Linked DNA regions of Triticum aestivum: region 2 is linked to region 1. A link is a contact called in public Hi-C data. All regions are on one chromosome and are shown on one strand. Each heading gives the region's core, a stretch centred on a gene start, on an enhancer-like site or on the middle of the called end of the contact. The rest is flanking DNA. Distances are from core to core; before and after follow the strand shown.

Region 1 (5,541 bases), core at 1,109-3,608:
AAGAAAAAGCTTCTTATTCTAGATCTGAATGGCCTTCTTGCGGATATCAATGAAGATTTCCACAATGCTCACATGGCTGATGCAAAGGTTCGAAGGAAACTAGGTAAAGTTACTTGTACAATTGTCCGTAATTATTATTTGCGAAAATGCAGATATAGAACTGTGACAGATGATATTAATATAGCACTACACCTTTCTACCAGTCTTCCGAAGGCCTCACTGTGATGATTTTCTCAACTTCTGCATAAAAAATTTCGAGCTAGGTGTATGGTCCTCAAGGAAAAGGTACGATTTATTATCCTCATTTGTTTTACTTTATCCTCATTGCTCCATGCTTACTTACGTGGGATTTATATTAATCCACATTGCTCCATGTTTACTAATGTGGGGTTTATAATTTTTCTAGGAAAAATGTTGATTCTGTTGTTGACATCCTTATGAGAGATTTCAAACCATACCTACTGTTTTCTTGGGTACGTAACATAAACGAACCTGTGGTAGGTGGGCATGCTCAACTGTATGTTATTTTGGTCCTAATATGTTTTGCGACCTTCATATGGGCAGGCCAGGGATAAATGCACAATGACTGGACGTAACACACTGGAGAACGTGCACAAACCAATAGTACTGAAGGAATTGAAGAAACTGTGGAATAAGGAAGAACCTGGTCTTCCATGGAAGGAGGGGGAATTTTCACCTTCCAATACATTACTTGTGGACGATTCTCCTTACAAGGCTCTGCGTAATCCGGTATTTTCTCAGCTGTTTTCATATACCAGTGTCTTGTTTAACTGTATCATCTCCATATTTGAATAATGCATATTTTCATGCATATGTTATGCAGCCACATACTGCCATTTTTCCTCAGCCGTTCAGCTATCTTAACCGGAACGACAATTCATTGGGTATGCATTCACCATTTCATGTTGATGTAGTTACCTATTACACTACTACAGCCTATTGATGCATATAAATTACAATTCCCGATAAGCAGGTCCCGGTGGAGATCTTCGCATGTATCTGGAGAAACTCGTTTTTGCAGATGATGTTGAGTGCTACGTTCGCAACAATCCATTTGGTCAACCTTTTCTTACACATAGTGATCCACATTGGGACTTCTATGCTGAAATAGCTGGTAAAGAGTATGGCGCATTGACTTGTGCCTGAACTTCCCAATATGTAGTGAGGCGGACTAGTAGACTGATCTTGTGTTGATTCTTCAGACATGAGGGGAAGTTATGGCATGTTTGTTGTATACCTGACCTCCAAACTAATTTTATCGTGGGTTATGGAAAAAGTTGGTGCATCGAAGATTGGATTTTGGGCACCAGCAGTTATAACTTGTACGGATGGTTTCAAGTGAATATGAATGAATTTTGAGACGGTGACTCAACTTTTTAAAATTGTTTGTCACCGCCTTGTATTTGTTCAGTTTTTCTTCCAGTTTTTTATGTTTTTTTCCTACCAGGGCATTGCTGTGGGTTTGTCTTGTACTTTTATTTCTTGTACCCATTTTCTTGCTAGCCTTAACGGCACTACTCCAGTGTTTATTCCATTTGTTTTGAATTGCTTAAAAAAATCTAGTACTAGATAACATCTACACCACTTCTAAAAAATAGTATTGCTGCGGAGTGCGATTTTCCCATGTGTTTGAACTGCTCTTTGACATTTTTTTTGGGTTATGATCTACAGAACATGTATGGATTCATCTTTGTGACATGTAATGTTTATATGTGTGTTTTAGGAGTTAGTCAAATCATAACATAAATTCGCCAAACATGAAATCAAAGATCGCAAAGCTATATTCACGCAGACGAGAATAGCGCAATCCAACTATCATAAACTTAAACTTAATTAAATGATATTATCATCTATGATAGAAAATAATAATAATTTTTTTTAGAAAATTGAACCAGCCTGTTTGTTTCTCTTAATATTATCAGCCATTTTAATTATGGACAAAAGCTTTGTACAAATAATTCCTCCCTTGACACATTTGTTTTTCATTCCAGATGACATTGTCTTTTTGAAGGTCATCATTTTCATTCTGCTAGAACATACTCATAACTAATATTTGGAGTATTTTTAGTACTCTATTTACAACATTTGGCATGTTTTTTTAATCCACAGCCCGTATGTTTTTTTTTTGAGAAAAATCCACAGCCCGTATGTATATCAGACAAAATCATTCAGCAAGCCCGTCAGCGCAGAATAACATTTTCTAGCCTCATAAAGCCTTTTAAACCTAATAAGCCTAGCCCATCTAACACTACGGCCCGGACCGGACAGGCCCACCAACTGGCCCAGGCAAGACACCCTAAACACGGAGATCTATAAATACGAAACCCTAAGCGGCGCACTCGTCTCCATTCCGCCTCCACCCCCCGAACTCCAAACCCTAGTAGCGCCGCCGCCGCCAGGTAAGAGGCGAGATGGTGTCCGGCTCCGGCGTGTGCGCCAAGCGCGTGGTGGTGGACGCCCGCCACCACATGCTCGGCCGCCTGGCCTCGATCGTCGCCAAGGAGCTGCTCAACGGGCAGCGCGTGGTGGTGGTCCGATGCGAGGAGATCTGCATGTCCGGCGGCCTCGTCCGCCAGAAGATGAAGTACCTCCGCTTCCTCCGCAAGAGGATGAACACCAAGCCCTCCCACGGCCCCATCCACTTCCGCGCCCCGGCCAAGATCCTCTGGCGCACCATCCGCGGGTACGTCTCCGCCGCCGCCGCCTAGATCCGTCGCCTCGCCTATGCACGTGCGTCGCCGTGTCCATTTGGGTTTGTGTGTTCTGATGGTGCCGTGTTTTTGGTGGCGCTCTGCAGTATGATTCCGCACAAGACCGCGAGGGGCGAGGCCGCGCTCGCCAGGCTCAAGGCGTACGAGGGCGTGCCGCCGCCGTACGACAGGACCAAGCGCATGGTCATCCCCGACGCGCTCAAGTACGTCGGCGTTCGACTGCCTTCTAGATCTCTGCGTGCGTCGTGTATGTGTGTTTGATGTTGACGTGGCTTGTGGTTTTGCAGGGTTCTGAGGCTGCAGCCTGGGCACAGGTACTGCCTCCTCGGCCAGCTCTCCAAGGAGGTCGGATGGAACTACGCCGACACCATCAGGGTATGCTCTTTCCCTGTCCTGTTTCTTCAGCGCTCAATAGTTGCTAGTGTGCGACTGCTACCAGTCTGTTAAGACTAGTCTTTTATGTAATGCTAAACTAAAATGTGTCTAGTTATACTAATCATTCTATGAAAGTTCAGTCTGATTTACTGGTACTCTAATAGATACGCCTTCAGCTTTTGTCATATAAACTCTCCTGGTGGTAAATGATTTGTTCTGCATTGTAAAACTGTTTATGATGATTCCCACGGATTTTAGAAACCAGCCACAGTTCATGCTTTATAGTACTGTGAAGAATTTTGTTTGCTCACGCTCAGAATCATTGTTTTACGTATGTCACTTGTGATGTTCTGCTGGCTGAGATGTGCATGATCTGGGTGATGAAGAAAATCGTTCGGATTCCCACTGATTTTTCATGATTATTACAACCAGCTACTTCTGACGGATCATGCCATCTCTTGTACTACATATGTACTCATTTATTATTGAGCAAATACTTTCCTTTGATTTTTTGCAAACCTCTTAGCAGTACTGTTGGTATCCTCTTTTGTGTTCTGCTGGCTGGTGAGATGTGCATTACCTGCGTGATGAAGAAAATCGTTCGGATTCCCACTGATATTTCATGATTATTATAACCAGCTACTTCTGACGGGTGATGCCACCTCCTGAAGTACATTTGCACATTTTTACTGCTTTAGACTGACTTTTCATGCATTCCTTCATTGGTTATGAACCTTATTGCTCATTGTGTTCTGTTGTGTTGAATTGCATGATTCCGGGTTATGAAGAAAATCGTTCGGATTCCCACTGATATTTCATGATTAGAGTAACCAGCTACTTCTGATGGATGATGGCATCTCCTGTATTACATTTGCACTGCTTTATGACTGGCCGTACATGCACTTCTTATTTTGGTTGGAACCTTCTTGCTCTTTGTGTTATATTGGGTTCCATTGCATCCTTCTGTGTGATGAAGAAAATCGTTCGGATTCCCACTGATTCTTAATGATTATCACAACCAGCTACTTCTGACAGATCATGCCATGTTGTGCTCTTGATAGATTTTGCTCTGTTTTGGGTTTCAGTTTTGCATCTCATTCAACAGTTTTGCTGGTGTTCTATTTTCCTTCGAGCCTGTGATGTTATCAAAATATTTGCTACTCTTGATGGGTTTATCCCACTTGATGATCTCAACCACCAAGATCTCTGAGGCTCTTTAGTTCTAGTCTAATGTTATCATTACAGTACATCTGCCATTGCCAGTTTTTGTTCATTATGAGCTGATGTTTGTGCATACCGATTCTCATCACTCTTTGGCCTTTATTCAGGAGCTGGAGGAAAAGAGGAAGGAGAAGGCCAAGATCTCCTACGACAGGAGAAAGCAACTGGCGAAGCTCCGCGTCAAGGCCGAGAAGGCAGCCGAGGAGAAGTTGGGAACTCAGCTGGAGATCCTGGCCCCTATCAAATACTAAGAGATATCAGAGCTTTCGTGCGCCATCAGTTTTGGGAAACCTCTGTCGTATTTTAAGTAGTTTGGTAACTCTGATAGTACAATCTGGTTGGTAAACCTTTGTTATGCATGCAGTTCTGCGACACTCATTTGAAATTTTCTACATGGTGAACTGTTTCGTTTATCAAATGTGTGCATTTGGGAATTCTAGTGAACGTCTATCAGGTGCCTTGCTGTTTTTCTCTTTACTACGGCCTTTGCAGTCCCTTGTTATGACCCTTTGTACATGTCGTTTGCGGCCATCATAGTCGTCTCTACGCCAAGTTGGTAAAGTCTACTGTCACTGCGTCAAGTTCCATCAAAGCGCGTCAAGTAATGTGTTTTTGCTGGGTATTTCTCGGTTTGAGCTCTGTATGAAATATGGGCTTACTTAATTGAAAATCAAACATATATGAAATTTAGTTGAACATTTGAATTTAAATTCAACCACAACCGATGCTGCGCGGTCCTAATTTTTTACAATCGCCGTTATAAAGCGGCCATCCAAAGCAGACCTTGCGACGCCCCTCTCTGACTAACATGCCTTGTAAACCTCCTCTACTCTCAATCTTCTCTTAGCACCACACTCTTGATGGCCTTCTCAAGCTCCAAAGCCTTGCGGGAGGACCTCTCGTCCGAAATGAAAGAGGAGATCGACGCCATTGTAGAGCTCACCGGAGACCGATGCCGTGAACGCGCCAATGGCAGAGGCGTCCCGCGTCGGCCTATGCAGGCATCGAGAAGGCGGAGGTTGTAGGCTTGGCCGGCATGCGCGTGCCGAAATGTGGCCTTTCGCTCCTCCTTGTTGGCCGATTAGCCGCTTGTAGGCTGCGGCGGCGGAGGCTGCAGAGGCAAAGATGAAGGCTGCAGCGGCGAAGCTTGAGCTTCATTTTTTGAGGTTCATGGCTGGCGGGATATGGGAATGGGCGCCGACGATCACTTAGA
Region 2 (5,241 bases), core at 953-3,452, 720 kb after region 1:
ACCATTAACAAATGAACTGAACTGTCTGTCCTGGGTTATTGTCAAATCAAAAGATCCGTCGTGGCCAGGATTTCCCCCCTGTTCAGCAGAATGCATTTCATCTCGATGTTCACAAACATGGCTTGTGGTTGCCTCTTTCTGTTCAGCTACTTTGAGCTCAAAAGATGATATGTCTTGATCATTATCATACGGGAGATCAACAGAGTTATGTAAGTTAAACATAGCGCTGGTACTTGTGACCGTGGTTTCAGCCTCTCCAGGGAAGGGTAAAAAGTTTGAGGTGAAAGACGGACTTGCTAAACAGCCATTGTCCCAAACAACTTGATGCTGCATGGTATTCCCACCTGAAAGTTCTGTGTTATTGAAAGTCAAGTCACTGCACTCATCATTAGCCGCCTCCAAAGCCTGTTGCATTTGCATAAGAGCAGCCCAGGTCCCATCCTGCGTGTCTGCAATGCAGTCATCACTTTGCATAGGGCTACTATATGGATAACACGCAATTCCTGTGCTGCAGCTACTCCCAAATGAGATAGCTCTGTCGTCATAACCATCCGTGTCATGAGAAGTTATTTCTTCTACATGATCAAGGCAGGAGGATGCATTAGAAGGTCTACTGCGATGTGCGGTATTTATGCCACTATTTTGCACCTGGTTTCCATCAGGTGCCAGAGGCTGAAGTGGTCTGAAAAAGTGGTCAAATTGTTGATATTCCCTGAGTGCAGCAGAAGCATTATTCAGAACAAAATCTGGAACGCTTGGTAAATCTGGAAAGCCTTGCGTTGAAACTGGATAACTGCACTGGCAAGCCTGGTTAAAATATTCCTGATTAGCATCTTGTGGAAAACCAAATGTGCTTGGGCCGACTGACAAATCTTTTGCACCAGATCCATCTACTTTTGCCAACGTTTTGGCACAGTTGCCAGACTGGAACTGCATTTTGACTGGTTGACTGAGTGACCACTGGTTTCCTGGCAATGGAGAGTACCTACAGTCAAAAAATTAAGCATGAGAGAAATATTAGTTCAGGTCAAATGGGGGTGCATAACAGAACACTATCTATTTCCTCCTTAAAAGAGCATGTAACTCTGCTTTCTTCCCTTGAAATTATTCACATTTCAGTAACTCGGTCGATTTGTATAGATGCAAATCAGCACGAGAGCACAGCATTCTCAAAACCACATGCATTACAGGACACTTGAATCTTCATCACAAAAATCATACAACCTCCGTCCGGAATTAACTGTCGCTGAAATGAGTGTCTACACGCATTTAACTGTCGCTGAAATGAGTGTGTCTACATGCATTTAACTGTCGCTGAAATGAGTGTATCTAGATGCATTTTCAGCGTGTAGATACACTCATTTCAGCGACAGTTAATTCCGGACGGAGGGAGTACAAACTAAATTAAATCAGAGCATTATATTGTTAACATTTCAGTAACTCGGTCGATTTGCGGACATGCAAATCGGCACGAGGGCGCATCTCAAAACCATATGCATTACAGGACACCTGAATCTTCATCACAAAAATCGAACAAACTAAATTGAATCAGAGCATTCGAGCTAATTAGTAGGCTATAATTCAGTATTTTAACAAAAACAAACTTGCACTCCTACACTGACGGACTGACCATGACCCCTCCTCAATTACCTATCACCACCACCAAGAACCTTCCATGCATGTGGCCAGCAAGCCAGTAAAACCAAACGCACGTCACAGCGAATGTCATCCAGAAACTACAACAGTAAGGCAGTGCAGATTCTACCCAAAGTCAGGAGCCGAGCTTAGCACCACCACACCTAATTAACCAACTAAAACCCTAAGGTACTGTTTGAGCACGCCACAAAACACACACGCATCGAGCGCGCTCCCAGCACCGCTCAACCAGCCCGACATTGCGGAGCCGAGCCTCACCGCTCGCCCGGAGAGCCGAACCCAAGCGGGCACGCAGCGCAAGCAGGAAGGTTTAGCGAGGAGCCGCAGGGCTTACCGAGGAATGGCGACACGCAGCAGGCGGCGGCCGAGGGCGCGGTGCGGCGGCGCGAGGGCGGAGCTCCTCCGCGCTACCTCCCCGCGGCGGGCCGAGCTCCCCGGCTAGGGTTTTGGGGCCGCTGGTGGGTGGAGAGTGAAGAGGGGGAGAAGGCGCAGCAGTGTGTCGTCAGAGCGGCGACAGGAAAGGGGAGCGGAGGCGGAGTGAAGTGGTGGGGGCGTGGTCGGGAAGACTCGCGCTTTGACTTTTCAACCCGCGTGGGGCCGGGCCGTGGGCCGCACCGGGCCGGCCGCCCAGGCCCAAACGTTTTTCTTTTAGCCATTCAGCAGGAGGCGTGCTGCCTTCTAATCCGTATCTCGGTTTCCTCTTCGGTTTCTCTCCTTGGTTCAGATCGTCTTTTCAGATCAGGGGGAGAAAAGGAGAGAAGTGGGGGAGAGATGAAGGAGGCGACGGCGTCGGGGGGCGGCGCGGCGGCGGGGCCGAACGACCCGAGGCAGCCGGGGACGGCGAGGCCGTACGCGCCGCCGAAGCTGTCGTCGCAGGACCTGCCCGTCGACTACGCGGGCTTCCTCGCCGTCGTCTTCGGCGTCGTCGGCGTCATGCTCCACGTACGTTCCAGCCAACCAGGCAGTCTCGGCCACGCGTTGCTCGCCCTCGCGCCTCCTATCCGCCTACGCCCCCGCCTGCGCCCCAGTCTACGCCCCAGTATTTTCGACCTCTCGTCGTCTTGGTCCTCGTCGGCGTCATGCTCCACGTACGTGCTCCTAGCCAGCAAACGATCTCCGCCGCGCCTCCTGTCTATCTGCGCGCCCGCCCGTCGTCCTGCCGCACGGATCGATCTAGTTTATCGGTAGGGAGCAGCGGCAGGTTAGCGGCTGGGCACTTAGATCTGGGCGAGCTAGTGCCTTGTGGTGTGATGGATCTGTGCGCCCCTCCGTAGTCGGCGGAGATGATGCCTTCGCCTTAGTTAATCCGATGCTGCTAGACTGTCTGACTTTGATTCCTGCTGGTTCCGTTGTGACGTTTGACTTTGCTATGTGGTTTTTTACATACAGTACAAGGTTTGCTCGTGGATCGCCATCATCTTCTGCGCGCAGTCGCTGGCGAACATGAAGAACTTCGAGAATGACCTCAAGCAGCTCTCCATGGCTTTCATGTGAGTTTTCTTCACATTTATTTATCTAGTTTATGTGTTAATCTAGTATGCAGTTAAAATCTATATGGTTGAGCAGCAGCATATACCTTTGCATTGGGTCATCTGACATCTTGTCTTTGTATATACTGGGAATTCTCAATTAACATGTCCTTTTTGTGTTGCCACTTGTGGTGGGATTATGCAATTAAATGGTGGTTTTCGTAGTTTCTCCCTCTTTGGCCATTCGCTATCAGAGCTCCTTAATTTGTGGCTTATTTTGTAACATTGGAATAATGATTTATGGGTTGCATCATTGAGACAGAATAGGATTTATGGCTTTCTTCTGTAATTCTTGATGGAAGTAAGTCAAAATGGTATTGTAGGCCTTCTTTTATTATTGATGTTATGGAAATGCGCCTTCACATTGATGTTAAGATCACTTTAAACTTTCGTCCTTGCCTTTTTTAAGAATTTTTTACATGTGTGGCCGAATTCCTAGCAAAGTGCTGCCGTGCCACAATTTTTTTTCTAACTAAACATGCCAATACTGGAAGCTAGAAACACTGGGTGGCTGTGTGCCAAAATTTTAATGGATTTTTATAGACAGCTTGTTCATTCTCTTCTAAAATTCTACCATTTGTACAAGTACAGAAGGAACTAATGAACTATCACCTGATAAAGGATAGTGTGTGCCCTTATGGAACACCTTTTTTTTAATTCTTTACAGTAAAGTAAACACGTGTTTCTACTCTGGTTTTTTCTTATCTTGCTTGTTTTTGGTGCTGGATCCTGTTTTGGCAGTCCTAAGGTTGTGTACTTTCTCTTGGGCTAGCATTTGTGACCTTTAGATCTAGCTTTTGTTTTGTTTGGTATATGCACATGGATGCTTGAATGTTGTTGTTCCGTCATCGATATGATAGAGGAATCTGGCCGGAAGGTTGTTTGAAAAAAAAAATTAAACAAGTGTTGCGTAGAAGGCAAATCACATTGTGTGCTGTAGATCAGAGCAAATTTTAGGGATGGTTTGCCTTTGCAATTTTTAAGGAACAGTTATCACCCTAGAAATTGTATGTCTATTGTGAAACAGCAGGCTACTAGTTACAGTCAAAAAGATTGTCATGACTAATTAGCTGGTCGTTAGCGTTCCATTATTGTCACTAGAGTTGACTTGTCATGGATATTGGTGACTGGTGAGGTCAATACAGCAATCTGGTCCAAAGTAAATAAGAACTAGAGAGTACTCCCTCTGTAAACTAATATAAGAGCGTTTAGATCACTATTTTAGTATTCTAAACACTCTTATATTAATTTACGGAGGGAGTACACACTAAGAATTGTGACTGATGAAGATGATTTGCTCAGTAGAATGATATTAAAGTTGAATGCCCTTTCGGCCTTTCATGTCTCACCATTTTGTACTGGTTGATTGGTTATCATTGTTCATAAAATTTAGTGTAAATGCTGCTTGTCTCTGAACTAAGTAGAAATGTAATTCGATGAACCAAAAGGATACTTGGGATAACAGGAACTGTGTTGAAAATTCTTCATATATCCACTCATCATATAGGGCATGGAGGTTTCTTCTTTATCACCACCGAAATATCTTTCTGTTTGATTACTTGGTAGAGTTGAGAGATAAGAGATAAATATGGGTTTAGTATGAGAACACCATCTACTAACTGAACAAAATGTTAATTGACAAACCACCAGTATGCATAGAGATAGGGAGTTGGTACTCCCTCCGGTCCAAATTAACTGACGCTGGTTTAGTGCAAAGTTGGTACAACTTTGTACTAGACCAGCGTCAATTAATATGGATCGGAGGGAGTACGTAGTTTCAGTGGGTGGTATTTTCACTCTTGGTAGCCAGTTTGCATTACCGGAACAACTATCCATATCCTCTAGAAAACATATCCACATATCATGCTTTGTCTACAAATACAGTGTCTGATATCTTGGTTTACTTGTACTATAATATTTGGCCCTTCAGTTTCCTGATGTACTGAAATTTGCAATATTGCCAGGTTTGCTGTCATGGGTTTGGTGACGAACTATTTTGGGCCTCGTCCAGGCGCGGCAAAGCGCTAGCTAATCCGCACACCATGGGCTGTATGGA

Evidence for each region. Hi-C and Micro-C count contacts between places; a contact is called where the count stands out from the background.
Region 2: a contact with region 1 is called in a Hi-C map of leaf, with 4 times the contacts expected there. The contact joins the promoter of LOC123113367 here to the promoter of LOC123113362 in region 1. A contact is called at or near these places in 2 of 5 Hi-C or Micro-C datasets (both in leaf).

What each region holds. Positions count from the first base shown.
Region 1 is chr5B:578,453,152-578,458,692 of IWGSC CS RefSeq v2.1, forward strand. It overlaps LOC123113362 (60S ribosomal protein L13a-4), which reads left to right and starts at 2,359. Exons shown (of 4, transcript XM_044534574.1): 1 at 2,359-2,704; 2 at 2,819-2,935; 3 at 3,020-3,107; 4 at 4,436-4,767. The coding sequence starts at 2,433. The coding sequence ends at 4,579. It overlaps LOC123113361, which reads left to right. Exons shown (of 8, transcript XM_044534573.1): 3 at 1-103; 4 at 204-285; 5 at 407-473; 6 at 565-750; 7 at 845-905; 8 at 995-1,388. The coding sequence ends at 1,167. LOC123118051 (small nucleolar RNA SNORD24) reads left to right here and starts at 4,239; the gene lies at 4,239-4,321. It also overlaps the pseudogene LOC123118116, the pseudogene LOC123118119, the pseudogene LOC123118126 and the pseudogene LOC123118118.
Region 2 is chr5B:579,172,198-579,177,438 of IWGSC CS RefSeq v2.1, forward strand. LOC123113367 reads right to left here and starts at 2,203. Exons shown (of 8, transcript XM_044534583.1): 1 at 1,991-2,203; 2 at 1-985. The coding sequence starts at 936. LOC123113368 (protein Asterix) reads left to right here and starts at 2,334. Exons shown (of 3, transcript XM_044534586.1): 1 at 2,334-2,598; 2 at 3,046-3,146; 3 at 5,150-5,241. The coding sequence starts at 2,428. The coding sequence ends at 5,213.